5 separate regions of the Mus musculus genome follow, and all the other regions are linked to region 1. Evidence: chromatin contacts called from public Hi-C and HiChIP or PLAC-seq data. All regions are on one chromosome and are shown on one strand. Each heading gives the region's core, a stretch centred on a gene start, on an enhancer-like site or on the middle of the called end of the contact. The rest is flanking DNA. Distances are from core to core; before and after follow the strand shown. Region 1 holds the start of Gabrb2 (gamma-aminobutyric acid (GABA) A receptor, subunit beta 2). Region 2 has its middle 110 kb from the start of A230004M16Rik. Region 3 overlaps Atp10b (ATPase, class V, type 10B). Region 4 holds the start of Atp10b (ATPase, class V, type 10B). Region 5 has its middle 50 kb from the start of Atp10b.

Region 1 (5,702 bases), core at 1,962-4,461:
TGATAGACAGTGGATGGTTGTTGCTACTTCACATCTACATACTAGAGACTCAGAGATGACTATAAAACCAAGCTCTCCATGGGTCCATATAACTTCAGATTAAGGAGATTTTTTTTTTCCTTTTCCAGTTTTGTATTTTCTTAAGTAGCTATACCAGCAGATCTTCCCGAGAGTCTCAGGAGTACGATCTATTTTAGGCATGCCCATCTTACGTCTTATAACTAGAATAAGTGTATTTTTAATATTAGTCCCTGGAGTCAAGGATAAGAGATGTCCCCGGGAGCTACCACATAGAGGCAAATGGTCTCCTTCCCTCTTCTGACATTCTGTTTTCTCATCCTTCAAAAGGCTCTTTTGATTTTCTCCAAATGGCTGCTCTTTTATTCTCCTCAGGCAAATTTATAATAATTGCATCCGATCTGTGTTCTTCCAGTCTTTAAAGATGACTGCCACTCCACATTGTTTGCTTTTGTATCCATTCATTAAAGACTGCTAATATGTGCTAATCACATGACAAATGCTACTCAAGTGATTACATCATTCAGCATTAACCCAATGGAGAAAACGGTATTAACATTTATCTAGACTTAGATAAATAAAGGAGACCACAGTTTAGAAGCATCAGTGTCTTGCAGCTATTTCTAGGTGTCTGAGAAGACCCATTCTTAATAGATTTTCAATATGCACTTATTTAATCATTTAATGCATTACTATTATTATTTTGGATGGATGTGAGAGAATTTTGTGATTTATTTTGTTTCCTGAATTTCATACTTTCAGCCCAAACTAGAAAACCTTCCTGAACGTGATGGATGGATAAGAGGATTAATTAATAGAAAGAAGTCTGTATTTGGAGATGTTTTTTTGGAGATAAAGGAATTTTCTAAGACTTGATCAAATTATTGGCTAACTACTTTGGGAATCTTTTGGTTATTGAAACATATTTTTCTCTTTTCATTACATTGGTCTTGAATGTTACTATTACTGTAAGAGCAAAGAAAAGGAAGTCAGCAAAAGGTGCCTCTGCCCCACACCAGTGTGTGCGTGTGTGTGCGTGTGTGCGCGTGTGCGTGCGTGCGCGTGCGTGAGTGTGTGTGTGTGTGTGTGTGTGTGTGTGTGTGTGTGTGTGTGCGCGTGTGCGTGTGTGTGTGTGTGCGTGTGCGTGTGTGTGTGTGTTTGTGTGCGTGTGTGTGCGCGCGCATTCTCATGTAAGCCTCCAGCCTTGCAGATAGTCCTGCAGTGATGCATCTGCTCTGTGTTTATGGTGCTATGTTTTACCTGTCTTTAACCTAGAAACTTCCCCAGATTATTTCCCTTTGGTTTGTCTTCTGCCCTAGGGAAACTATCAGATTCCTGCTGGCAACCATCCCTTCTCCACAGTTCCCTTGGAGTCACCTCTCTAAACTGCCCCAGAATAATAACTCTTAATTTCCTGAGATGCGCGCAAGGGGATGGAAGTGGGGGTAGGGGTGTCTTGTACTATGTGGGTCAAAAGGGGAAGCTGAACGTGGTCACAGTGGAGACTAAAAAGCCTTCAGTTGGAATCTTGTAGCACCAAGCTAGCTGCGATCCCTGGGGATCTGGTCTCTGCTCTCACCAGAGAGACCTGCTGGACCACCAGTCTGTTGTAATCTGTGAGCTTTCCCATCCCACAGGCGCAGTGGGCGCTTGGAGGTCCCCCGCGTGGCAGCAGAGAGCTAGCAGAGTGTGAGGTTCTGAACTTTAAGAGTTGAGGTAGTCTAGTCTAAGGGTTAGAAACACTGCTTTATAAGCACAACTCACTTTCCACCCTTCTCCACAGAAATGACCTTGGACATGTTCCTCCGATCGATGTGCTAGTTTCTAAACCCGTAAAATGGGGTCACTAAGGAGTCAACTTTGAGCTAATATTGCTTTAAGCGCGGCTTTCTGCACATGGTAGGGACTCTCGGTAAATGACAAGGCTCAGTAGTAGATTTAGGTTGGATACTGGGGTCCAGGACCCAGTGTTGAGTTCTGCCTTTCTACCTCTTCATCAAAGAGTGCCAGGGTAGTTGATGCACCTGCTGTACTCCCTCCCTGTCTTCAGGATAAAACGAGGAACACGACTCTAGGGCATCCCAGTCCCGGTGCTCTCGGCATCCTCTTCCCCCCCCCCCCCCCGCAACTCCTCCCCTCCTCCAGCGAGCCCCAAGCAGAGGAAATGATTTTTCCTATGAAATGAGTCTGGATCTGGTGTCCGTGTTGAGCCTGGAGCTGGAGGGAAGGGGGCAGCCTTGGGTCCCCTTGGGCTAGGAAAGGGATGAGGGAAAATTGTGGTGTGTAGATAGGTGATTTGGTGGCTCAAACGGTCTCGGGGTTCCTTCATTGTGCCTGTCTTCTGTGAACCACTGGGTTTGGACGCAGAGGTGCAGCTTCAACTGTCCAGAGCAGAGCGGCAGTGGTGCAGCTCCGTTGGGCCACAGTAGTGGGCGGCGAGCTCCTGCTGGTGAGGTAAGGAGTGGTGGGTGGCAAGGACTGTGAATGCACGTGTCTCGTGTGTGTCTGTGTGTGTGTGTGTGTGTGTGTGTGTGTGTGTGTGTGTGTGTGTGCGCGCGCGCGCGCGCGCGGTGCGCGTGCGTCCGCGAGGCGTGGGGGGCCAGAGGAGCGCATCCCACCCCGCAACCCGCCCTCGCACTGGATGCCTTTTGGCCCCGCACCTGTGCTGGAACGCCTGTCACCCTCTGTCCCTCACGCCCCCACTTCTTTTGTTCTTCAGTCACACACACACACCTCATCCTGACCACTTATAATTTCCTAGTGCAGAGTCAGACCCAAACCCAGAGAAGCCTTTGCCTGACTGCTCCCCTCGCCCCCTCCCCCTCCTGCTATAAATAGCTGGACTAGCGGGTCAGGAGCGTCACAGCGCCAGAAACCAGGACCCCGAGGTTTTCTTCCCAGGGAACAGGGGGCAAAGGGGGAGCAGGAGGAAGAGAAAGAAATCACTCGTGAGTAGTGAAGAAAAAGCTCGCCCCTTGACTCCCAGGAAAAACGAGCATCTTTGGATTCCTGTATCCTTCCCCTTTCTTCTCAAAGCCATTCCGATTCTTTCATATTCACAGTCCACTCCCCACCCCCACCCCCCCTCGCTCAAAATCCAACGTTTGCTCAGCACTCCTCCCATTGGTTTTTTTTCTCCTCCTCGGACTCTGGTTCCCACTGCTCCCCTCCCCACCCCTAGCGCTCCCACCCCACCCCCACCTCCTCCGCTTGTCCCAGGCAGGGGATTGCTATTCTTAAGGAAATAAAGTTCAACTCCTTGCCCCTTTCAACTGGCTTAGACCGGGAGGAGAAGGGTTTCAGGAACCAATCTTCCTCCCTACACCCTACTCCTATTTTTCTTTTTAATATTTAAGGGGACACACACACACACTCTCTCTCTCTCTCTCTCTCTCCCTCTCTCTAAAATCCCACCACGTCGTGAGGTGCAACTACCTCCTAGAACAGAAACTTACCAGACGCTCTGGTTGCTTTTGTCTTAAAGAAAGAAAGAAAAAAAACCAACGAAGATTTTACTCTGGATGCATTTCTGGGGTAGTAGTTTAATATTATTCAAACATGTACATATTACACATATATATGCTTCTTTTCCTTTTTCCCCTTTAATTTTTTTAAACAAGGAAATCTCGGTCCCCGGCAGCCGCCGCTGCCCCTTTGATGTTTTGGTACGCCGTGCGCATGCGCTCCACATTAGAATTACTGCACTGGGCAGACTAAGTTGGATCTCCTCTCTTCAGTGAATCCCTCAATCCCACCAGAACCTAAAGGGATGTGGAGAGTCCGGAAAAGGGGCTACTTTGGGATTTGGTCATTTCCCTTAATAATCGCCGCTGTCTGTGCTCAGAGGTAAGTGTCCCTTTCCTTTCTCACTTGTCAGGGCTCTGTCTGCATACCTCTCTGTGAGCAGGGCTGTTGAAGATGCCGTGCTGTCTTCTTTATTCATTCCTGGTTATTGTCATTTTTTTCTTTAGTGTCAATGACCCTAGTAATATGTCGCTGGTTAAAGAGACGGTGGACAGACTGTTGAAAGGCTATGACATTCGTCTGAGACCAGATTTTGGAGGTAATGGGATTGCCTTGCAAATAAGAAACAGCCCAGCTCCAGCCCAAGCTGTCTTTTGGGCTTTGTGTGCACTCTCTTTCCTCTCCTTAGTTGTGGGCGCATGTGATGTATAGAATGTTTTCCTATTTTACCTTGCTGAGAAACAGATCCAAACTTAAGCCAGTTTCTGTCCAGCACTTGAGAGGTCTTTCAAGAAGACCCCCTTAGAGTGTGACCAGACTTTGTAACCGCTCTCGTTCTCCTTCACCGTGATACATCTTTGTTCCCAGTCTGAGGTTTCTTGAGATACAAACCTCTTAAGTTTAGTTAACAGTGTGCCCAGCCGGGGATGTCTTATAATGTGAGTATTTTTGAGGACACAGTGTGCAGGCGGTTGGCTGAGAGGTGGCTTCAACTCTCTGTGCCCATCTACTTTAGAAGAGTTCTGGCCATGGTTTAAAGTGGCTCATGTCGGGATTCCACCCAGCCCTATATGCGAATGGCATAGGGGAGAAGGGGTTCTGGGGAATTGAGAATAAAGATAGCAGAGGAAAAAGGGGCATCTCTCCCTGGAGCCCCAGATATGCTAGTGTGGCCATTTAATTTTGCTCAGACTCTTAATGGAATTAAAGAGTTAAAACCTACACACAGAAGTGGGTGGGGAAAAAAAGAGGGGGTTTCAATGCAATCTACACGAATCCCTAGGGCTCTGTGAGTTGTAGGAATTCACATGCTGAGACATCAACATGTGTAGACAGAGCTGGCAACATTGTCTGACCAGCACATGTGTGCATATTCCTAGAAGAGTATCCCCACATTCATACTGCAAAGATATGGGAAAGTAATGAATATATGGATTAGCTCTACAGAGGGGGTTTCTTTAGAGTTCCCAGTGACAACTCTTCGTATGAATGACTAAGTTCTGAGAAGTCACATGGCTGACCATCTTGGTTTGCAGGTCCCCCTGTGGCCGTAGGAATGAACATTGATATTGCCAGCATTGATATGGTTTCTGAGGTCAATATGGTGAGTATTAATGCTCATAGATACGTCTCTATAATGGGGACTGTGTGGGGGCTGTGCAGTTGCTGGGGGGGGTGGAGTATGTTTGAATATGTGTATAATGTGGGGACAGGAGAATAGTATATTGCTCTGGAATTCATGGCATGTGTAATTACAAAACAACTGCTGGTTTTTTGCACTTTTCCCAATTTGGATCCAATACAGAGTGAGTAAAGTATCTCACACATTCACTTGTACAGGCAGCAATATGCTGGAAGGCCCCCTGCAGAAGTGATGGCTCTCACAGCTTCCTGAAAGCCTCAGTTTGTCGAGTTACAGTTCTGTGTTTGGGGCTTAGTCATGGTAAAAGGAGCATTTAAATGTGACTAAATAAATAAATGAATAAATAAAACAACCAAACAAAAACCTACCAGGAAGTCTATCATACAAACTAAACTCTCACAGAGTGACTAAGTAATTAGTTCTGGGGTGTTGATGCCCACTTGTTGCTTTAGGAAATTGATTCCTAGTACTTAATGACATTTGACATCTCTGCCCCTCCCACCACCTTCCATCTCCTTTAACCCCTTCTGCTAATCCACTGAAATCAAATAAAAAACTGGCCAGTCTTTATCCAAAA
Region 2 (5,702 bases), core at 830-3,329, 820 kb before region 1:
ATTTAAGGCCACCCCAAGCTACAGAATAATTTGAAGGCTCAGGAGACCATGTAGTTGTACAGCAATAAGAGTAAAGATAAATTCATTTTTATCTGAGACCTCACACTAGCCTCATAAACAATGTGTGGTGAAAATATGTGCAGCAAAATAAAATACAAAGTACATATGAAAACATACTGTCAGTAAAAATATTAAAAAAATAAACAGCAACCTATGGTTGTGGTAACAATATGCATTTATCATATTACAATTCTCAAGCTGTAAAAACCTACAGACAAGGAGTTTAATAGGCCTACTCTCCTCAAACAAGCTCTGATGGAGTGCTTGGGTTTCTAGATTTGGGAGGTTGCACAAATCTTTACATCACAGCCTCTCCTCTTCCCAATCTCCGCCCCATCACCACTTCCTGTTTTGAATTTGACATGCTGCTTTCCTAACAAATTGGACCCACCTGGTCATTCAGCCATAACCCAGCACTTCAAATCCTTCCTTTAATGCCATCAGTAAAACCCTCATTATCCTGTGGGTAACAGAGTCATAGGCTAGGGAGGACACTATATTCTGGGAGGTGATGGACACTAATTCTGCAAAAATAAGATTCTCAATGTTTAGATACCAGAATGACAACCTTCCTCTGTTTGTAATTTTATTGTTTGTTTCTATCAGTGCCATGCATTCCCATCAGTCTACAGCTTTGATCCTTATTGACTTCCCATCAGTTAAAATGGTGAGCATCTACAATATTGCCATTCCATGTCCTTCCTCTTGTCTTTCCAAGATCTTTTGGATGGTATACATGTAAACATTTATCTTACTATCACTTTGCTTATTGAAGGCCCATGTGCAGCAAGCTAGAGAGATGGCACAGCACTTGAGAACCATTGCTAATCTTACAAGGGACAGGAATTTGGATCTGAACATTCCTATCCTGTGGTCCACAACTATCTGTAACTTCAACTCCCTCTTTTTGCCTCCACTGGTTCTCATGTGCACATGGGCATACACATAAATCAAACAAAGTAAAATGTAAAAACTGCCACCTCCTTACACTTCCTTTTGTGGTACCCTTTCATTCTGTACCCGTTTCACATAAATTTATAGGATTCATAGATTTATTAATAAAAGGTTTCAGATTGTTTCTCAGGAGTTGAGTATATGCCATGCTTAGGATTTACAAAGTAATTGGTATAGAATATAAAATTATGACTATGCTCAATTATAATATTCAAGACCCTATCTATGTCTACTAAATATTAAAGAAAAATATAGACATGTAGGGGCCTTTCTGGAGAGGTGATTCAGAGGTTAAAATCTCTTACTGTTCTTATAGAAAACCTGAGTTTGATTCCCAGCATGTAGATCTTGCATCCCACAACCCTCTATAATTTCAGTTCTAGAGAACCTAGGACTCTGGCCTGGGCAGGCACCTGCACTCACATGCACTTACCAACTATGAGACAAATATTAAAAATAAATGAATTCCTTAAAACAAAAAGGAGTGACTGAAATTTCATTTTAGTACTGTATACTTTAAAATAAATAAGAATATGGACTCTCTTAGAACCCTAGTGAATGTTCAGTGCCCTGGGCTTGAAATTTAAGTCACAAATATATCTAATTGGATTATAAAAATCCTAATCTGAAGTTGTACTTCAAGAGAAGAGTGTTTTGAATTTCCATTCTTCTCCAAAGAGTATTCAAAGTGCTTTGATTCCTTTGAATTATTTAACATAAAGTATATTTAATATAATATGTAAATGACATAATAATATATATGTTAAATAGTGTATGTAATAACCCTAATAATTAAAACCCCTCCAGTTTTAGGGAGGCAGAAATTGAGATACAGGCATGTTTAGTGCCTTGCTCAGTTTCACAAACCAGTAGATCTGATTCCTGAAAAAAAAAAAAAAAAAAAAAAAAAAAACTTGGCATTGGTGAATTTAATCTCTGTCCCTGTGACAAAACTGCTTTGAATTAATTATTGTGTAACTGGCAGTGATCTTTAGCTTCTGTTCTCTCTGTCTGTGGTCATCTTCAAAGTCAGCAGCGTGTTGGACTGACTGAATCTTTCTGTCTTATCAGATACTGTCACATACGCCTGAACACGGTCAGGGGTGTGACTTATGACGCCTACTGGCTGTAAGTAAGACCAAATATCGTTCCTGACACTTCCTGAAAGAACTGCCTTTCAGATGTCTCCGTCATGGGGGATGAAGGGACTTGCCAATTGGCTAACAAGCAGTCTTTGAGGCCTATGCTAGGTAATAATGTCACAGGAGAAACTTTTCAATCACCTTTACATGGAACAATAAAATAGCAGCAACTTGTATAATACATCATCCCACTGAAAGGATCACTCAGAAAAAGCAGTGCTATTCAACTGGAAAGTGCTGCATAAATAAAGTCCCTTTGCATGATTGGAAATTCTTTACTTACCATGAGCAAATAATTAGAACTCTGTCTGAATGGTTATTGGTTTGATATCCAAATATTCATTTTCATACTGCAGGTCCCGCAAGCCATTTCACTATGACCTGTAATGGCAAATTTCTAGAGCAGTGCTATATTCTATAAATATACTTCACAGAGTTAGAATGAAGCAAGATTATGAACATTTGGCTCCTTGAGAAAGAGCCAAGTGATCCATCTGGTCTACTGGGGTTCTTCCTAAGAAATCTCAAGGGAAAGTCCTTTAATGTGTGGTTTCCTGTTACTTCCATGGCCAAGAAATTAGGCCACCCCTCTACAGGCAGCAGTGTTTTAACAGCATGATTCCTGGAACCATGAAATACTAGACAAGAGTTTCAACAGAGAAAGAGGCAACTGCACCCATAGATGGTAGTGTTCTCATCCCAGAGATGAGAGTAATGACATCTTGCTCCTTAGTCTGTTGTAAGGATCAAGTATTATGTTGTAATAATCAATATTATGATGGAATGAATAAGAATAAATAATCCTATGTATCAAACCTTTCACTGACCTGTTGTTATGAACACTATGAAAAAGCATTCAAGAAAATGCTAGATAAATATAGGAATATCGTGATTCATGAAGGTGCTTCTAGGGCATGGGGTGGGTAAGAGAATGAAATTTATAACCATATTTATCTCTTTTATATTTCATAATGTCACTCTCACTGATCTCTCCAAACTCAAACTTGAGAAAACAGTACATAATCAGAGCATACTTCTAGTATAGGAGGCTTCCATTCACAGAGATTAGGGTAGATTTTAATCAATGCTGAGTTATAATAAAGGGAATTTTAGTTTGATGTAAGAAAGAATTTCCTGACTAAAATTACAGGGTAAACTTCCCAAAAGAGATATTGAATTACTAAGGAGCTTAAACGTAAGCTTAAATATTCCTCTGATAGTATAACACTGAATTTAAATTAAAATTTAGGGCTTTAGTTATGTTTCTTTATCATATTAGTATGCATTGATTGGAATGATCTTTTGGTTCAGTAATAGTTAACTTAGACTCAAAACATTATCCGCATGACAAAACCATAACTCCTGCATGAAACATGAGGGAAGGATGAAAGAGAAAGATTGAAAGATAAAAGGAAGAAAAGGAATGATACATTAATGAAACAAGAGAAATTGAAAAGTGATTGGAAAGAGAAGAGAAAGAAAAATGGATGTAGCAAGGGAAAGAAGGAAGGAAGGAAGGAAAAAGGAAGAAAGGAAGGAAGGATAAGGGAATAAATATGAAGTTTTTTTACTACAGAATGCATGCTCTGGAGGTCTGGCTGGGTGGGTGGGGGGTGGTGAAAATATTCTCCTGGAGACAAGGAGGAGGAATGGGATGAGGAAATGTTGGAGGGAAGACCAGAGGGAGATAATGACTTGATTATAAAAAAAAAGATTAATAATAATAATAATACCTTCTCCCTATAAAATTTGAAAATAATTGTATTACTTTATGCTGTACTATAGACAGTCATCAGTGAAATTACCTGTGTTAACACTCGGTGTGCATGCTATTGGGGCTCAGAACACAGTACCTTAATGTATGCCACTGGGGTGCTGGAAATTTTCAATTAGAGTTGTGCGGAACCTCTCAGAAGCACAAGTTAAGTACACAATGTCTTCCTCTGACTTTTGTCAGACTTCCTGTCTTCTGACCATGCTTGTCATCTCATGCAGTGATGAAATCAGAATTCCTCCTCTATGCAAATCTTTAATCAAACAAGCTCTAGTATCTAGGAATGTTAGTTTATCTCTCATCTTCCTGGTCTCTGGAAGACCTGCACTGTAGTTGGATATTGGCTGATCCCCAGCATTCAGGGTTTTCCACTCATTCTGGTTCCATTCTACTAGAATCTATTTTTATCTTATCCTATCCCATTCCGTTCTATACCATTCCATTTCTTTAACATCATATTTCAGTGTGATTTCCATTATTTCTTGAATCTAAGTACAAAATTTAAGCTTTCCCTCAGATCTTCAGACTTACAACTCTGAATATTTTTGTAACAGAAAAAAGGTAGATATTAAATATATTTGCTTTATTTTCTCTTGTTGAGCTACCTTGTTGTAAAAAAAAAAAAAAAAAAGTGTCAACAATGACCCCTTTGATGCACCAGGAAATCAAATCCCTCCTACAATGGTGAGGAAAATGTCCTAGAGTTGGTGTAGACACTGATTAGATGAGTTTGTTTTGAGTCCATTAAGAGTTTCCTGTCTTATGAAGATTACAGGGTGACAGATCCTACACATGCAAGCACCCTAGAGCCTTCCACATCATGTACCTGGATCTCTTGCATTTTTGGGGTTTAATACAGTTGATCTGACCTAATACCTAATTATTTAAAACTTTCCTGAGTGTATTAAGTTTCTACTTGGGCTGTAATAAATTTTTGAAACCTTAAATGATTAAAGAACATGAATTTAGCTAGCTGCAGAGGGTAAGGAAGAATCTAGAGTCTATAGTTCAGGCCCAATGTGAGTTACTTGAAAAGACCATGATTAAAAGAAAACTACAAATTTATTATACTCAAAGTATCTGTAACTCAAAGTCTGTTTAAAACTTTTCTGGGTATAAGAGTAAGATGACAAAGGATTAGTGAACTTATTCCCCTTTGCAAAAGGGTTTTTGTTTGTTTGTTTTCTTTCTTTTCTTTTTCTTTTTCTTTTTCTTTTTCTTTTTCTTTTTCTTTTTCTCTTTCTTTCTTCCTTTCTTTCTTTCTTTCTTTCTTTCTTTCTTTCTTTCTTTCTTTCTTTCTTTCTTTCTTTCTCCTTCCTAGGGCAAGCCTGATCACCTTGTTTTATGTTCATTTATGCATCATTAAAAGCCAGTGATTAAATCAGACCAGGATTCCTTATGAATATGTCACTTTACCTTTATTTTCATAATCACTCTTCCACCCACCCTGCCCACTGTGTATATTTGTTTATGTGTGTGTGTGTGTGTGTGTGTGTGTGTGTGTGTGTGTGTGTGTGTGTATGTGAGAGAGAGAGACAGAGACAGAGAGAGAGAGACAGAGAGAGACAGAGAGAGAGACAGAGAGAGACAGAGAGAGAATGGACATGTCTTTGTAAAACACACTAGTCCTATTTCAAAGGGTTTAATTAATCCAGGTAGTCAAATAACCTAGATAGAATATGGTGCTAATTTGAGGCTCACATAGTGATTTACAACTCATTCATGCTTTCCAGTAACCTCTTCATTTTAGTTTTGATGATTAGGAATCTTCA
Region 3 (5,702 bases), core at 1,678-4,177, 800 kb after region 1:
CAGCACTTGGGAGAACAGGCTCTGCACCTCACCTGGGTAGCACAGTAGAACTGGCCCTGAGTGTGGGGGTTACAGGTGAGTCAGTCCCAAGGACTTGAGTGTAGGAGAGCCAGCCCTACCTCTCCTCTGCTATTCAGTGGTGTCAGAGAGGGAGAGGTCTTCTCCCCTCCCTTTTACCTTTAACACTGGTGTTGAACAGGAGAGTTGACCCCAATGGGGTCTTGAAAACAGAAGAGCTGATCCTGTTCCTCACTTGAACATCTCAGTAGAGCTGGCCCTGGTGTGGCAGTTGAGGGTGAGCCAGATTCAAGGGTGTGTGTGTGGGAGAGCCGTCCCTGCCTCTTGTCTTCTGGGTGACGGCACGGATGAGGGAGAGATGCCCTACTTCCCTCACCATCTATGGTAGTCAGGAGAGCTGAACCCTGGATGACAAGGGTGGTAGAGCCAGCCAAGTCCCATTCATGGCCCAGATCCAGGGCTTTGAATTGGCCTGCCTCATCATCTCCATTAATGAACTGATAGAGTGCATGAAGGGGCCAGTCCTACAAATCTGAAACTACAGGATCTCCATGGAACAGGACAACAACAGGCTATCCAAGAGGAGTCCAAGTGAGGTTCCGGTATTGACAGAGTAGCAGAAACCAGAGGCTTTATTCCAAACCAAGTCATTGCAATGAGCATTTCCAAGCAAAGTAGTGTGGACAAGATAGTACAGTGTGAGACACACTGTGACACACTATACTTTTCACAATGGGATTTTGTTTTCTCTGTTGTGGAGGAGCATGCAAGGGTGGAGGATGGATATGAGGAAAGGGGAAAACGAGTAGGATTAGGTTGCATGAGGTGGGACCCACAAAGAACCAATAAAAAGTTTTAAAAAAAATAATGATTTGGAGCAACTTGTGGCTATAAAACCAAAAAAACAGGATTCACTAGACTATAACTTCCTCTCATTATGCCAAGATTTCAAACCACCCAGAAAAATCACCTCATGATCACACACTTTCCGTGATATATAGGAGACAGAAAGCATTAACTGAACAAGCAACTATTTTTGAGAAGTACTATTTTGGGAAAGCTAGCATCCAACTTCAGTTTTCAAGTTAATGAGAAGGCTGGCACTAGCTCATAGCTCCAAGCTAATTGCTGGACCCAAACTCAGAACTGAATCCCAACTCTATTACCAAAACACTGAGGTATCATGGCAAATCTATTCAACATCTGGGTGCCTGGCTTCCATACCCATAGATTTTCAGGGAAAAAAATGAATGTGATGATTCACACAGAGAGAAAGCAGCTTACCATGCACTGAACTGAGAGAAAGAGTACTGTAGAGAGTCTCATTTTCACCCCTATGTTTCTTTCCACCATGACCAGAGTGGGATGTTTGGAAACTATACACCTAGAAGGTCAGGTACAGAAGGAAACATCTGAGCTAACACCTTCTTTGTACAGGTGGGTAGGCTGAGATCCACAGAACACAGGGTCTTTCTATGACCATGCTACAGGTCTATGACCACAGAAGACCCAAATAATGCTCTGATTGCAAAATGACTTCTTATTCTGCATAAGACAGCTCACATGCTTAGAGTGATGTTGCACTTTCTTTACTCAACCACAGGTTACCACTCCACCAGCCAACAAGGCTCTAGGGACATCCTTGGAGAAGATTCAACAGCTCTTCCAAAGGCTGAAGCTTTTGAGTCTCAGTCAATCATTCTCATCCACGGCCCCCTCTGACACAGATCTAGGAGAGAGTCTGGGACCCAACTTGCCCACCATAGACTCCGATGAGAAAGATGACACGTCCGTGTGTAGCGGTGACTGTTCCACTGACGGTGGCTACCGGAGCAGCACATGGGAGCAGGGTGACATCCTGGGGTCTGAATCAGGCACTTCTCTGGAGGAGGGGCTGGAGGCACCAACTCTCAGCCAAGATGAACCAGAGCTGTGCTACGAGGCTGAAAGCCCTGATGAAGCAGCCCTAGTGCATGCTGCCCGTGCCTACAGTTTCACACTAGTGTCTAGGACACCTGAGCAGGTGACTGTGCGTCTGCCCCAGGGCATCTGCCTCACCTTTGACCTCCTTTTCACGCTGGGCTTTGACTCTGTCCGGAAGAGAATGTCAGTAGTGGTGAGGCACCCACTGACTGATGAAATAATCGTCTACACCAAGGGTGCTGACTCAGTCATCATGGACCTGCTGGAAGATCCAGCCTGTGGTGAGTTCCCACCATGGGGCCCGGGAACACAAGGGCTATAGTCCTAGGGGCAATGTGTAATGGTGACAAGGAACCCAAGTTAAAAGTCACTTACTCTAACATTGCAATGGACCCAAGCCCATGAGATAGTCTCAAAACAAGATCCTTAGAACACACTGAATTTTCCACCACCTTGACTTATGGAAGTGGGGTGTTCATTAATGCATTCAAGACTCTGTAGAGTCTTTTATAAGAGAAGCTATTTTACCTTCACATTTTCCAGTTTCCAGGTTTCTACACTCATTAAAATATTCATTAGCCATACCCATATCCAGGCTTCTTTCTACCAAAACATCCATTAGTCACATCCTAGAGCACACTGTGGTCCCTCAAGTGTCCCTCTTTATTATCATTTTCCCCAGTGCCCACCCCCACCAAGATGGATTTTTCATAAACTTGCATGGGGCCAAAAAAAAAAAAAAAAAAAAAAAAAAAGCTCCAAAGTCCCTATGTATCAGTGTCCAATTTTAGAGAAGCATGAATTGGTGTGCAGCCGCATTCTGATTGCTAACAAGGAGAAGACAGTGATAGGGGTATGATTCTCCCAGGATAGTGGCTCCCAGCCAAGCTTCAGAATTGCCCAGGCAGCCCAGAGCCTCCAGCCTTATCAGCTGTGGATCGCAGCCAAGAGGTTCATGGGGACTGATTAGTGTTTAGAATGAGAAGGGAGCTAATTAGTTCTCTTCATCCCCAGACTCTGGCAGATGAGTGCTTCTGAGCTGAGGAAGCCACAGCACTCTGGGCAAGAGCCACGTTGCCCTGGAGATGTTTGTTTATTCCTTCTTCACCTGATTGCAGAAATGGATTGGAGATGCTGCGAATAAAAACCACAATAGCAGTGTCACTGCCTTAAGAAAGAGACAATGCTTTGAAAGGGAAGGAAGAAATAAGATCAGGTTTAGTGTATTTGTGATGTTTGATCATCCAGTTTGACTCTGGGGTTCCTGAAAACCTGGTGTGGGAAAACCCAAGGGCTCACAAGGGTGAGCTTCAAAAGGGATGATTTTGAAGATAAGATATTGCAGTGTTCAATTAGGCATTGATTACATAAAGCCTGGACTTAGGTCATTTGATCAATGAGGAAGTAATATCTGAAAAGATGTTTATATTGTATAAAGATATACTTATTGGACTTCCTTGTACTTAGTGAGACCAGTATTAGAAACTATATTTTTAGCTTGGCATTGTATGAAGGAATGGGTGTGGCGTTCAAATTCTCTTCACTCCTGAGGATCTCTCTAAAACCTCTGCCCAGCACTAGTAAGGGATTCTAAAGGCTTCATTGCTCAGACTTACAGATTTATAGATGACTGATGCCTACCACAGCTTAGATGAACAAAGGGCAGGATCCGGTCCTGTGCCTTCCCACCAGCCCAGTCCTGAACTATTTTTATTGTCTAATAGAAAAAAAATAAATGATCTTGAAAAGAAATAAGCTATGTGGAACTTTAACACAGGGATTTTTTTTTTTAAGATTTATTTATTTATTATATGTAAGTACACTGTAGCTGTCTTCAGACACTCCAGAAGAGGGAGTCAGATCTTGTTACGGATGGTTGTGAGCCACCATGTGGTTGCTGGGATTTGAACTCCTGACCTTTGGAAGAGCAGTCGGGTGCTCTTACCCACTGAGCCATCTCACCAGCCCCAACACAGGGATTTTTGAACAAGGGAGTGAGGTATTTTTCACACTAAAGTTACAGGAAATGCAAAAGCTATTTTTTTCTAACACCATCCTTCGTCTTGAAAGAAAGCCTAAGTCAGCAAACCCAATGCGCTAAAGAAGTCCACTAATGAGATCCAGGTTTGCAGCTGTCTTGGAACTGAGCTTGACAAGAGCTAAAGTAGATGACAGGGCGGATGATGGGTTGTCTAAGTTTCAGAGAATAGTTTGCAAAGTTGGGTGGCTCTCCAAGCAAGGCTGGCTACTGAAAATATACCTTGAGTATCAAGACTGAAATTCCTAGCCCCCAACCCTCCACCTAACAATAGCGTTGCATTAACTTTCTAGGCAGTTGTCTTGTAAGCAGGTTTAGTTGAACAATTTCTTAGATTACCTCCCTTCCTTAAGTAGCACTTTTTCCAGCCAGGCTTTTGAAGAAAAGCTCTAAGAAGCAAACACTGTGAGGACTCATAGAATTATCATTTTCCAAGGCAGTCTGTCATCAAAAGACCTCTTCCATGTTCCTAGGGAGGGCTAGAAAGGGGACTCCTCTTTTATGGCTGATGTAGTTAACTGGAAAGACTCCAGGGAGTTGACGGTGAAACTCCCTGAGCATTTGCCTATGGCTTCATGAGAAACAACTATTTGACAGAGAGTAATATTGATGTGGAAAAGAAGCTGAAGAGAATCCGAGCCAGGACCCAAAAACATCTGGACTTGTATGCAAGAGATGGCCTTCGAACCCTGTGCATCGCTAAGAAGGTGAGAAATGATGCCTGCTCCAGATGTTTGCAGTAACTGAATTGCTTTCGACCTCTTTCAGTGTGTGTGTGTGTGTGTGTGTGTGTGTCTGTGTGTGTGTGTGAGTGTGTGTGTGTCTGTGTGTGTGTGTGTGTGTGTGTGTCTGTGTGTGTGTGTGTGTCTTTGTGTGTCTCTGTGTGTGTCTGTGTGTGTGTGAATGTGTGTGTGTGAGTGTGTGTGTGTGTGTGTGTGTGTGTGTGTGTGTGTGCGCGCGCGCGCACGTGTGTTTTCTTCATTAACTCCCACCTTATTTTTTGAGCCATGGTCTCTCACTAAACCTGGAGCGGCACTGAATGGCCAGCAAGCCCCAGGAATCCTGCAGTCTCTAGAGTCTCCACAGAACTGAGCTTACAACCAGGTCTTCAAGCTTACATGGCAAGCACTTTACTGACTGCTCTACCTCCCCAACTGTTCTCTCTTTCTTCCTCTCTTTCTCTCTTTCTTTTTTTCTTTCTTTCTTTCTTTCTTTCTTTCTTTCTTTCTTTCTTTCTTTCTTTCTTTCTTCCTTTCTTTCCAAAGAACCATTGGTTTGTTTTATTAATAGTTCGAAAGTTAATCTTCTTGGCTATTGACTCTAGGACCATGCACATATATTAAATAAGGACTCCAGCACTAGGCTCTGCCTACAGCCTTTGCTTTGTGGTGGTGTTTATATTCTTAGTAGCTTTGTGAAGCAGAATCTCACTGAGTTGTCTAGGCAAGCCTTGAACTTGTGACCACCTGCCTCAACTTCCTAAGTCACTGGGATTGTGGCTCTGCATCAGTCCTGGCTAGGTTTAACTATTCTGACTCAAGGCCAAAAATCTATGATTGTTACAATTTTGCTGAGGCAAAAATCTGAACATAAAAAATAGATATTGTGTCTTTAACCATTCTCTATCTTTATTATATGTGTAATGGGTGGCCTGCAACTCATAAAATTATTTATTTATTTATATTCTTTGGAAATCTTATGCATGTACTCAAAGTATCTTAAT
Region 4 (5,702 bases), core at 1,444-3,943, 730 kb after region 1:
TGATCAGATTTTCAATAGCAGCCTGGGTTGTTCACTGTAAGATTAATAACAACTGACATTAAGTCATGTATTTATTCAAGAAAAAATAATCCCATGAGCCCAGTACATGAAAAAGACCATTATATACAGCTTCTAACTTCACAAAGTATAACTTTGAGATAATTTGCTTCTAGGATGTTAAGTAAATTGGTGTGGAGGAACTTTGAGGGTTTAGTTGTGGATTCTGTTAACGAGCCTGGCAGCAGGGAAATCTGATGCTAAGCACCATACTCTACAATTGCTGGTCACCTTTGAGTGACTGGGACCAAAATACCCAACAAAAACAACTTCTGCAAAGCAGCCTCTTTTTGGCTCATGGAGTTCAGTCCAAGGTTGTTTGGCTCCGGTCCTATTGCCATGCATGACCAAGGCCACTTACAAAAGAAGCATTTAATTTGGGGCTCCAGTTCCCAGAGCATTAGAGCCCATGATCACCATGGCCAGGAGCTTGTCAGCAGGGAGATAGTCATTAAATAATTCTACCAACCAGAGACTGTATTCTAAAATATTTGCCCATGGGGGCTGTTCACATTCAAACCACCAAACTCCATGTGCTTGGGCAGAACTTTGTGGTGGAGGGAGCACTGTGTAAAAGTTCTGACAGTGGCCAAGCCTCTTCCAGAAAGGGCCTATAAATGTCAAGCAAAGTTAAGGCCTGAAGAGCTGGGTCCCCTCAAGGCAAGAACCTGTGAGGCCAGAATCTCCTGGCCTTTCCAGAGGGATTTCTTGGTTCACTTTTGCCTTGTGTTTGCAGATTTTTGGCTCTGCTATTGGCAGTTTTTACTGACACTTTGTCTGTGACAGACGTTTCCCTAGAATCAGAAAAAGAAAGCTCCAGCCATGATTCACTCTTGTTCATCTCTGAGGATTGTGGGAGCAGAAGAGATCCTTATTAACTCCTTTGCTTGTTAATAAGGATGATTTGGTTGAGTCAACACCAGAGCTTGTCTGGGTATGTCAGCTGATGGCCAGATGTTCTCTCCCGATAGGAACTTGGCTCGGACAACAATTTGCCCACGCAACTGTTCCAAACAACAGTTAGGTGATTATCAAAAATTGAGAAAGGTCTTGCTGGATCATTGGTTCCAAGAATAAATGAGAACACTCAGAGATGCTAAAACAAGAGAGAGGAACTGTCTCAGGTTACTAATTTGCTGGGAGCCCTTGGCATTAAAGGAACTAGATCTCCTGATCAGGATGTGGGGAGACAGTAGGTACCAATAAATAAGTCCGAATTTCCTGGATATGTAGCCTATCACTTCTTTATACTGTAACTGCAATTGCTGCCAACTACAGACACTTGGCTATGTACCTGTGTTCTGGGTTAAATATTAACTGATTGCTGAGGCCAAGTGGATTATGGGTTACCAGAAAAAAGCAGGGATTGAGGAAGAGAAGGAAGGGAAAAGTACAGTGTGCACATTATTTGCAAATGTAGGAGGTCCTTAAAAGAGGTTGTTCATAAAAAAATTAATATAAAACTTTTCAGCTGTGGAAAAAAAATAGATATGGGAATAGAGGTAAACTGAGCTGTCTCCGTGCCAGAGTGTATGAACTGCTCTTCTCCGTCCAAGTCTTTCACAGACTCCATACATCCTCCTTCAGGTTCTAAAACCACTAGAGCTGGGCCCCAGCCTCTCTTCTTCCTATTCTGATGGATAGGAAGCAAAAAGAGAAGATTACACAGGCTGAGGCCAAAACAAGTCACAGCCCAGAGACTTACGTTATCTGCAAAGAGGCTTGGCCTCCTACTTTTCACCACCCCACAATAATACTGTCACAGTGCAAATGCATCAAGCCGGAGCCGGAGCCATCGGTGCCCAGGCATCCCTCAGAACAGTGCTTCCCAGTCTTCTGAATGCTGCATTTATTTAATACAACTCCTATATTATGGAGCACAAATTGTTTGTTTCATTGCTACTTTATAGCTATAACCTTGCTTCTGTTATAAATCATAATGTTAATATTTTTGGAATCAGAGGTTTGACAAAGGAGTTACAGCCCACAGGTTGAGAACTGCTACCCTAGACATGTCTTAATCCAAATATAGTAACAATCAAATCAGCCATCTAGGAAGAATATCTTCTTGGCCAGGCACTCAGGTGTGAGATATACCAAATGGAATTATAATCCCCAAGACAAAGATGATAGAAAAGACCAGCTTACATTTATGATACAAGCAGTGGTCACCACAGCCTAGTCACTGCATGTCCAGGTGTCCTTGAAAAGTATCTTTCTGCGCTGTTCCACTTTCCATTCTCATTGAAATACCAGCAACAGCAACAACAAACAGAAAGATAGAAAGAAAAAGGAGAGAGACACAGAGACACAGAGACGCAGAGAGAGAGAACCTATAAAACCTACTAGGCTGCCATTCAAATTGTTGTATAGTTGATAATGACATTGAACTGCTAGTCCTCCTGCCTGTCTCCTGAGTGCTGGGATTATGGACGAATGCCCTCTATACCAGGTTGTGATGGTTTGTATATGCTCAGCCCAGGGAGTGGCACTGTTAGAGGGTGTAGCCCTGTTTGAGTAGGTGTAGCCTTGTAGGAGTAGGTATGTCAGTGTGGATGTGGGCTTAAAAACCCCATCCTAGCTGCCTGGAAGCCAGTATTCTCCTAACACCCTTCAGATGAAGATGTAGAACTCTCAGCTCCTCCTGCACCAGGCCTGCCTGGATGCTGTCATTCTCCTGCCTTGGTGATAATGAACTGAACCTCTAAACCTGTAAGCCAGCCCCAATTAAATGTTGTCCTTTATAATATTTGCCTTGGCCATGGTGTCTGTTCACCGCAGTAAAACCTTAACTAAGGAATAGGTTTATGTTTGGTGGAACCCAATGCCTCTTGCTTTTTGTACTCTGCCTACAAGCTATGTCCCCAGACCCATCCATTTGATGTCCTGCTCTGAAATTTTGTAAGGTTAAAATGTTCATAGCCAAAGAAATCCTAAAGACTAAAGAACTCTTGGTAATGGAATCCATGTGACATGGAAATTGAAGGAGGCAACTCTGGAGGGAGAAGGAGTGGACCAGAAGGGGGAAGTACATAGGGCATGCAGAGAGAGAGTGGGTGGAGCAATTAAAACAAAGCATGTTGACATATATGGATAAAAATGTTATAATAAAACCCATTACATAGTATGCTAACTTTTTAACTTAATTTAATTTAATTTTTGGTTCTTGGTTTTTCAAGACAGGATTTCTCTGTGTAGGCTTGGTTATCTTTGAACTCTCTCTTTAAATCAGGCTGGCTTTGAACTCACAGAGATCCTCCTGCCTCTCTCTCTCAAGTGCTAGAACTAAAAGTGTCTACCACCACCGTCCAGCCATATGTTAACTAATTTTTTTAAAAATTCAATTAAAAAGTATTTAAAATATAAACATTTCTCATTTTGTCTTAAAATATGTCAACACAATTTTATGTACTTCCCAATTTGTTCCTCTCAAATTTGTTCCTACATGGATAGTATTAGGAATATGATTATTCTTCCAGAGGACCTAGGTTCAATCCTCACACTCACATAGTGACTAACAACTGTCTGTAAGTTTAGTTCCAGGACATCCAATAACCTCTTCTGGCCTCTTCAGGCACCAGACACATAAATGGTACACAGACAAATATGCTGGTAAAATACATATCTATACATATACATTAAAAATTTAAATTAACCACATGAGCAAAGGATGGTAAAAATAGCTTTCTTCATTTTTTAAAAGCCAATTCATTATTTTAAAGGTTTCTTTATTTTTATATCATGTGTCTATATGTACATGCTTGAATGTATATATGTATGTATGTATATGATGTGTATACCTAGTACCTACAGAGCCCAGAAGAGACTATCAGATCCCCTGAAACTGGATTTGCATGTAATTGGCAGCCATCTGATGGCTGGGAACTGAACTCACCTGGGTTCTCTGTAAGAACTGCACTCTTAAGCACTAAGCCATCTCTCTAGCCCCTCTTTCTTCTTTTTATGTTGAAGATGAACAAGGTGAATGGAGAACGTTTACTGTTAAGAATGAGCCAAATTTAGCCTCCTAGCATCCCATCTTTGCAGACCACAATTTGGCTTTTCCATGACATCATCAACCATGTCATCAACAACTGCCACACTGACACCATCACTTGCTTTCACAATGCTGATCCTTGTGGTAGTTGTATAATTTTTTTTTATTGTTTACTTAATGTATCTGACCTTAAAACAGATGCATCGCAGGAACTTTTTCTATTTTTCTAAGATTGAACTCTACATGTACAAAAGAAGAGATGCCATGTTGTATTATCCTCCTTACCATAGTGACTTCTTGTGTTCACATTCCACTCAGCTCTCCTGATCACAGCAACTTCCTGTGTGTTTGCAGACTATTGTCACCTGATCCCAGAAATGACTTGCTCTCTTGACTTTTCTTGGCTCCGATGGAAATGGCGAACCCAAGATGGCTTCTCCCAATCTCCATCAGAAACCACACCACTGCTTTCTCCAGAGACAGACAGACAGAGCCACAACACAGCAGAGCAGCGGGTCGTATACCCCAACAACAGCATGTGTCACCAGGACTGGAAGAAGGTCTGCAGGAGGTACCCAGGCAACAGCATCTGTACAACCAAGTACACTCTCCTCACCTTCCTGCCCCAGAATCTCTTTGAGCAGTTTCATAGGTATGCAGCTGGGTCTCCCAACAATATATACCATGGCCTAGCATTGCTGCTGAGATGATGCAGTTCTCTTTGATATCCAAATGTACATATGGAACAAGCTCCTCTCATTTATCAAGTGTTGACTTATCACATCATGTGTTTGCGTAGTAAACATATATGGAAAGAAGAGACTGAACTCATTGTTTGCCCCATTTAGTGAAGGAGATACATTAATTTTTAAATTGCCAAATTGACTTAATTCTATAACTAGAAAAAAAAATACTTGCAAAGAAAGGTATGTGGTACTTTACAGTGTGAATTTGGTAAACAGAGCAATGTCAGCCAAGACTCCCTTGAAGAAGTAACAATTCAGACATGACTGGATGAAAAGATAAAGAGACACCCTCGGTAGATAACTCACTGAGGGGTAAATATTCACTGAGCCAAATATGAGGACTAGACTGTTCAGATCCCCAGAACCTCTGTATAATCTGGGCAAGTGGGAAGTTATCTGCCTGTAGACCCAGATCTTAGGAGACAGAGAGAGACAAGGGAGCCCCGGAGTGAAATTGCCTTGTTTAGATCAGTGAAATCAATGAGCTCTGAGTCAAGTAAGAGACCCTCCTCATTAATAAAGTAGAGAGTGATTGAGGGAGACTCCAAGCATCAACATCTGGCATGCACACATGTACACATGCACATGTATTAACTATAAATCAAATATTACCTTAAAATCCCAAGATTTGTTAAAATTTGTAACTAACATTGACGACTGTTATGCTTCAGAACCCTTTTGTGTATGCAAAACCAATTTTTATATCACATAACATTTATTAAAAGCCCTTTAAAGTAGATAGGGTAATATGATGTCCTCTTTGCACAAAAGAGAACAAATGTAGGCAGGTCAGTGAACTAGGAAAGCAGCGGAAACAAGGCTAGCAAGATGGTTCAGATGGTAAAGGTGATCACTACCAAGACTGATGCCCTGAGATCAGTCCCTAGGACCCATGGTTAGAA
Region 5 (5,702 bases), core at 865-3,364, 680 kb after region 1:
AAATAAGAATGTTTCAGATGAACCAATTGTGGCTGACGGGGTCGATGTCAAGCAAATTGAAGGAAAGAAAGGAAAGCAATAAATATTTATCGTCTACCACACACTCCCAGTGCTATGCTTCAAAATGTCATGCTGTGGCCTCTCAGAGCTCTGTATATGGAAGAGAAAAGATGGCAAGCAAGCAATGTCCATCAAAATGACCAAAGCGTATGCATAATGGGTGCAGGCTGCCAGGATGCTGTCCTAGATGTTCACATGGATATATATGGCTGAAGATTTCCCAAGAAATCATCAATGTTGGCATCTGAAGAATGTGTAGGGTCAACTGGGTGAAAACTCTGGGTCTACCTGGTTAAGAGACTGCATATGCAGAGGCCTTGGGGGAAGAAGCCTGGCATTTGAAGTTCATGGTGTCTAGAGTTGAATGTGAGCAAACTTAAGGTGGTAGAAAGCTCAGTCACAAGTTTCCAGGGGGCTAAAATGAGATGCTGTCCTACTAGGGCACATTTAAGAATATAAAATATATCTAGAATAGAGTGAGGAGCCATTCAACTATTAGAAAGCAGTTTGTGGCAAAGTCATGCCAGCAGCAGAATGGAGGATGGTTCTGGAACCAAACAGAAATAAAGGAAACCTCTGGGGCTAAATCTGGGTGATAGATTAGATAAAAACTAAATGGCTTCAGGGCTAAATGGATATGAGTTCTGGATCTTTAGTGGACCTAGAACCAACAGCACTTATTAACATTCTGCTGGCATGACTTTGCCACAAACTGTCTTCTAACATTTGAATGGCTCCTCACTATATTCTAGATATATTTATGCAAGAGGGCTGGGTATATGGGTCATTCCGCAAGTTCTTACCACACAAGCAGAAGGACCTGAGTTTGGTTCCCTAGCACTCATGTAAAACTCCTAGGTAGTATGGCTGCATGTAACCATAATCCTAGCCACAGGGAAGAGGAGGCAGGCAGATCCTTGGGCCTTGCTGGCCAGCTAATCTAGATAAATCTGTGAACCCCAGATTCAACTCATAAAGTAATGGAGATAGTTTGATTTATAAAAGATATGAGAGAGAAAAAGAGAGGGGGGAAGGAAGTAAGAAAGGAAGGAAGGAAGGAAGGAAGGAAGAAAGGAAGGAAGGACATACTTCACAGTCAACCTTTGCACTAAACACATATACATACATACATACATACATACATATGCATACATACACACATGCATACATACATACAAAGGTCCTTCTCTGTATTGGAGGGCTAATTGTGCCAACAGTAGGCTTTATCTAGTAAATGGTAATGAAGAATTATTAAAATAAGGCTAAGGGAAGACTTGTAGAAACAGAGTTTAGGAGCATAGTATTGAAATGACAGCTTGATTATACAGAGAGAAGAAACTAACCCCAGTTGCTTCTTGCTGCTAGGAGCATTTCCTCAGAGCATTCTTGATTGTCCTCTAGGAGGACACTGAGGTCTAAGAAGACTGAAATCAATCATAGATCTAAAACCGCCATGTGTTACTTCTCTAACATGAATCTTGCACCTTCCATATGTCAACCTTCCAAGTAAGTAAAGTAGCCTTGAACACAGTCCCGAAATATGGCTACTCTTTCATATGCAGTCCAAGAAGCACCAAAGTAACCCAGATTTGGGTTCATTCTACCTAACTCAGTGCATGGTGTCAAGATAAATCATTCAACTTCTGAGGGTATCTGTCTAGGCATCTGTAAAGCACATGATGTAGTAAGAGTTAGAGATTATTTATACAAGGGGCCAAATGCAGGGCCAAGGCCAGAGTAGGCACTCACTTGGCAGAGATCATTTAATGGGAAATCCATCAACCCTGCTAACTTCAAATATTCTATCAATTAACATGGCTAACGAATATTCTCCTATAATCCTGGGAGAAGCATGTAAGCTCCCTGGCTATGAAATCTCAAGCTTGAGAAAGGATAGGGAAAGTCCTACGTATGATTCTGGTCCTGATGCTGCTTAGAAAATTCAGGCTGAGTCACTTGGGATGATTATCTAGATGGTTCTCCTACTTTGCAGAGCACTTTTGCAGAAGCCAGGTCGTTGGGCGGGGCACCCCCTCTCTGCAGGCAGCAGAGGCAGGAGGCAAGAGAATCAGAGAGCTCTTGGTTTGTGCTATACTGCCAGCGCTTTTTCTTTGTACTGAGCGACTGTGTGAAGGGTGGATGAAGGGTATTTGGTTTTAATTGGGAAATGCTATCAATTGTCCTAGGCTCATTTAAAAATCCATTAGTATCAGGAAGTGGACAGATTAAGCAATGAGGAAAGGAAAAGAAAAAAGCTGTCAGTACCCTGCTTTGTAGGGAACATACAGTCTGTCTAAGCTTCACCAGTGAGGGCTGCTGCTGAATGCTAAGAAGCTGCAAAAGTCAATTTCAAGAGGCTGGGAAGGGAGAGTAGGTGTCTGGGCCAATTCATATGAAGTCCTAAGCAAGCTTGTTGTTCTCACAGCTTCCGAAGATGATATTGCCAAGATCCACACTACATATGTCAGACCCTTGCAGCTGTTTCCGGCAGCATGGTGGCTGAGCCATCCAGCTGTAAGCCACTCAACACCTGCAGATAGCTTTCCCTTTGTTCCCTCCTTACTTAGCAAGTTCTGAACCAGGCTGTCTACCCTTTTGTGCCTGGAGGAATGGCAGTCTGGAGACAACACACAGGCTGTAGAAATGTGCTGGAAGATGAACGAGAGAGGAGGAAAGAAGGGAAGATCATAACTTGGAAGAAGGCTTAGCCATGCAAGCAAGAGGACCTGAGTTCAAACCCCAGAACCATGTTAAAAAGCTGGGTGTGGTGGTGTATTTTTGGAATCCTAATGCTGCTGAGATGGAGACAAGTAGACCCCTGGAGCTCTCTAGCTGACTAGTCAGCCTAGAATAATCAACAAGCTCCATAAAAGTTAAAGATACTCTCTTCTAAAACGAGATATGGGTTTATTAAGTAAGATACTTGAAGTTGAACTCAGACTTTCAGATTCAAACACATGCACACATGTGCACACATACACAAGATAAATGAAGGTACGGAAACAACTGGAAAGGATGAATAGGAGGGCTATGTGTTCATTTTGTAGCATTTATATAATAAAGCAGCACAAATGAGATGTATTAACAGAAATAGATTCTCTTGGGCTACGTAGGCTAGAAATCGGAAATCAAGGTGTCAATGGGACTAGGCTCCTTGCTCTTCCAGCTGTGCTGAGGTAGATGCCTTTTGCTGGGGTACCAAGCATCACTCTCATGTTTGTCTCTGCCTTCTCATGGCCATGTCCCTTCTCTTCCTATGACCATCTATTCCAGTAGTGCTCAACTTTCCTAATGCTGTGACCCTTCAATAGTTCCCCACGTTGTCATGACACCCAACCACAAAATTGTTTTCATTGCTACTTCATAACTACAAGTTTGCTAGGGTTATGAGTCGTAGTGTAAATATCTATGTTTTCTAACGGTTTTGTTGTTGTTGTTGTTGTTGTTGTTTGGGTTTGGGGGTTTGTTGTTGTTGTTGTTGTTGTTTTTGAGACAGGGTTTCTCTGTATAGCTCCGGCTGTCCTGGAACTCACTTTGTAGACCAGGCTGGCCTCGAACTCAAGAAATCTGCCTGCTTCTGCCTCCCAAGTGCTGGGATTAAAGGCATGCGCCACCACTGCCCGGCGCCTACCCCTGTGAAAGGGTTATTCAGCACTCAAAGGGGTCATGACTTACAGGTTGAAAAACATTGCTCTGCTCTTTTTATAAAGGCACATTACACTGGGTTAGAGTCTACCTCAATCCTTCATCTTAACTTGATTACATTTTCAAAGTTCCTTTCCAAAATAAGGTTCCTTTCACAGCCACAGAGAGTTAAGAAGTGAAGCACACTCCAGGAAACACAAGCGAACACACTCCAGGCTGTTTAGAAGCCTTCTGTCTGCATAACGGTCCAGCATAATGGCACAGGGAAGATTAGACAAGTACTGGTGGAGAACTCGTGGCAGTAGTTGAAGACCATGATGGGGCTTATCCCAGTGGAATTGTTGGGAGCCTAGAAGATTACTGCATCCCCTTGATCACAGGAAAGTTTACTCAGTACTGCCACTTACCACTGTGTGGGAATCAGACTCAGGGATGCCAGATCTGGTGAGGAGCAAATATTGTAATTTCTAGTCAAATTTTTTGACCCTCAGCAGCCATGTTTCCCACCCAAGTATGGTACCAGCCAAAATAATCCCATCAGAAAACAAGACTGCGCTATAAGCAGCCAAGTCGTCATAACTATATAGAACCTTAAGTTAAAATATCTTTTGCTGTGTGACCTTGGACATCTGATCTCCTCTCTCTCTCTCCTCCCTCCCTCCCTCCTCCTTCTCCTCCTTCCTCTTCCTCTTCTTCTTCTTCTTCTTCTTCTTCTTCTTCTTCTTCTTCTTCTTCTTCTTCTTCTCTCTCTCTCTCTCTCTCTCTCTCTCTCTCTCTCTCTCTCTCTCTTTCTGTGTGTATATGTCTCTCTGTCTCTCTTTCTCCCCACCCCAGGGCACACCTTCCTAACGGTCTTAATCACTTCAGCAAGCATAGTGAGAATGTTCAGATGGCTGGGGTGCCAGACTCACCCTAGAAATGCTAACAGCTTAGATTAAGAAACTAGACATACAAATATTGGGAAATTGAGCAACACCATCTGGTGGCACTGAGCATTATTTCAATGCATTGATTTCAAACTGCTAGAAAATGCATCACCCACACTAGGGCCAAGCAATTTCTCTACTTATATTTGACCCCTTTGTACAAGCTCCCCTCTAAATGAGACTGTTTAGTATAAGACTGAAAAGTATGTTTCTAAATGCAGAGGAGTGAGGACAGCCTGGGGAAGAGCTGACTAGTGTGGGGACAAAGCCTGTGTCCGGCTTGAACATCACCAAGGACAGCACCCAAGAACGACTATTCTGTGTCTGAGGCACTGCATTAAATGCCTGAGCTTTATTCAGAGTTGTTCCTCACTCGGCACCAGTAGACAGTAACTAAAAGTTACAATTGCCCTATTCTATTAATGAGGAAACAAGAGGTAATTCTCGAGTTTCAGGTAAAATCTCCTAATTTCTTCATATTGAGACAGCTAAATCAAATATTGCTTTCACACTGTCTTGAAGTCTGAAAGTTCAAGTCCATCTGTAAATTGGGTGCAGCCTAGGAGCAGCCACTTTGCAACCTTTGGTCATGACTTCTGGTCCTAACGTTGCTACTTTCTATTTTAATGCGAATCTGAGTGAATAACATTCTCATTCATATCTCTCTCTCTCTCTCTCTCTCTCTCTCTCTCTCTCTCTCTCTCTCTCTCTCTCTCTCTCTCTCCCCCCCCCCCTTAAAATATACCTTTAATCGCTGGCCAAGATCACAAAGACTGCAATTGACATAGCTGATATGAACCCAGGCAGTGTATTGTCTCTAAGTTCAGTATTCCACAGTCTTCAATAAGTGTTTCTGACACCGTGCTAAAACCCTTCCACTAACGAAGCTGTGCAGGTGGGATACAGGATATTGACCCGTTTGTGCTGGATGGGTGTTTTTAACAACCTCTACTGACAGATGGTGAGTGTGAATGTGGAAGGCTGGAGATTGCATGAACGACAATGAAGGAAACAAGCGAGGGAACCTGAAGAACACTCTTCAGCTCTGCATCCCTGGCTGAGACTGCAAAC

What was found. A called contact is a pair of places that touch in the nucleus more often than the background predicts. HiChIP or PLAC-seq counts read pairs in DNA pulled down with a chosen protein or histone mark.
Region 2: a Hi-C map of cerebellar granule neurons shows a contact between it and region 1, with 4 times the contacts expected there. The contact joins the enhancer-like site here to the promoter of Gabrb2 in region 1. A contact is called at or near these places in 3 of 39 promoter capture datasets (liver and pre-B cells), 3 of 484 Hi-C or Micro-C datasets (cerebellar granule neurons and cerebellum) and 1 of 9 other capture datasets (embryonic stem cells).
Region 3: a contact with region 1 is called in an H3K27ac HiChIP or PLAC-seq map of SST interneurons, with 4 times the contacts expected there. The contact joins the enhancer-like site here to the promoter of Gabrb2 in region 1. A contact is called at or near these places in 4 of 39 promoter capture datasets (the C10 cell line, the SN4741 cell line, hippocampal neurons and 1 more), 2 of 115 datasets of contacts at active chromatin or transcription factors (SST interneurons and forebrain) and 1 of 9 other capture datasets (embryonic stem cells).
Region 4: a contact with region 1 is called in an H3K27ac HiChIP or PLAC-seq map of VIP interneurons, with 5 times the contacts expected there. The contact joins the promoter of Atp10b here to the promoter of Gabrb2 in region 1. A contact is called at or near these places in 3 of 39 promoter capture datasets (the C10 cell line, hippocampal neurons and stem cell-derived epiblast-like cells), 3 of 484 Hi-C or Micro-C datasets (cerebellar granule neurons, cerebellum and cerebral cortex) and 1 of 115 datasets of contacts at active chromatin or transcription factors (VIP interneurons).
Region 5: a contact with region 1 is called in a Hi-C map of cerebral cortex, with 5 times the contacts expected there. The contact joins the enhancer-like site here to the promoter of Gabrb2 in region 1. A contact is called at or near these places in 4 of 39 promoter capture datasets (embryonic stem cells, hippocampal neurons and stem cell-derived epiblast-like cells), 2 of 484 Hi-C or Micro-C datasets (brain and cerebral cortex) and 4 of 115 datasets of contacts at active chromatin or transcription factors (VIP interneurons, embryonic forebrain, forebrain and 1 more).

The regions. Positions count from the first base shown.
Region 1 is chr11:42,417,563-42,423,264 of GRCm38.p6, forward strand. It overlaps Gabrb2 (gamma-aminobutyric acid (GABA) A receptor, subunit beta 2), which reads left to right and starts at 3,212. Exons shown (of 9, transcript NM_001362647.2): 1 at 3,212-3,864; 2 at 3,990-4,081; 3 at 5,019-5,086. The coding sequence starts at 3,788. It overlaps Gm34591 (a long non-coding RNA gene), which reads right to left and starts at 3,653. Exons shown (of 3, transcript XR_388590.4): 1 at 3,474-3,653.
Region 2 is chr11:41,596,507-41,602,208 of GRCm38.p6, forward strand. No RefSeq gene overlaps it. Among named protein-coding and RNA genes, the nearest start is that of A230004M16Rik, 110 kb to the right of the region's middle. Within about 2 kb of position 2,080, at least 6 of the 459 cell types and tissues checked have an H3K27ac peak or open chromatin away from gene starts, as enhancers often do. A contact at or near this core is called in cerebellar granule neurons and cerebellum, where this site is marked.
Region 3 is chr11:43,214,329-43,220,030 of GRCm38.p6, forward strand. Atp10b (ATPase, class V, type 10B) reads left to right here. Exons shown (of 23, transcript NM_176999.3): 12 at 1,622-2,222; 13 at 4,577-4,686. The region is part of intron 2 of Gm12146 (a long non-coding RNA gene); the gene reads right to left. Among named protein-coding and RNA genes, the nearest start is that of Gm12146, 7.3 kb to the right of the region's middle. Within about 2 kb of position 2,928, at least 42 of the 459 cell types and tissues checked have an H3K27ac peak or open chromatin away from gene starts, as enhancers often do. A contact at or near this core is called in SST interneurons, where this site is marked.
Region 4 is chr11:43,147,184-43,152,885 of GRCm38.p6, forward strand. It overlaps Atp10b (ATPase, class V, type 10B), which reads left to right and starts at 2,694. Exons shown (of 23, transcript NM_176999.3): 1 at 2,694-2,769; 2 at 4,409-4,706. The coding sequence starts at 4,432.
Region 5 is chr11:43,096,872-43,102,573 of GRCm38.p6, forward strand. It overlaps a transcript of Atp10b not described here. Among named protein-coding and RNA genes, the nearest start is that of Atp10b, 50 kb to the right of the region's middle. Within about 2 kb of position 2,115, at least 18 of the 459 cell types and tissues checked have an H3K27ac peak or open chromatin away from gene starts, as enhancers often do. A contact at or near this core is called in VIP interneurons, brain, cerebral cortex and 1 more, where this site is marked.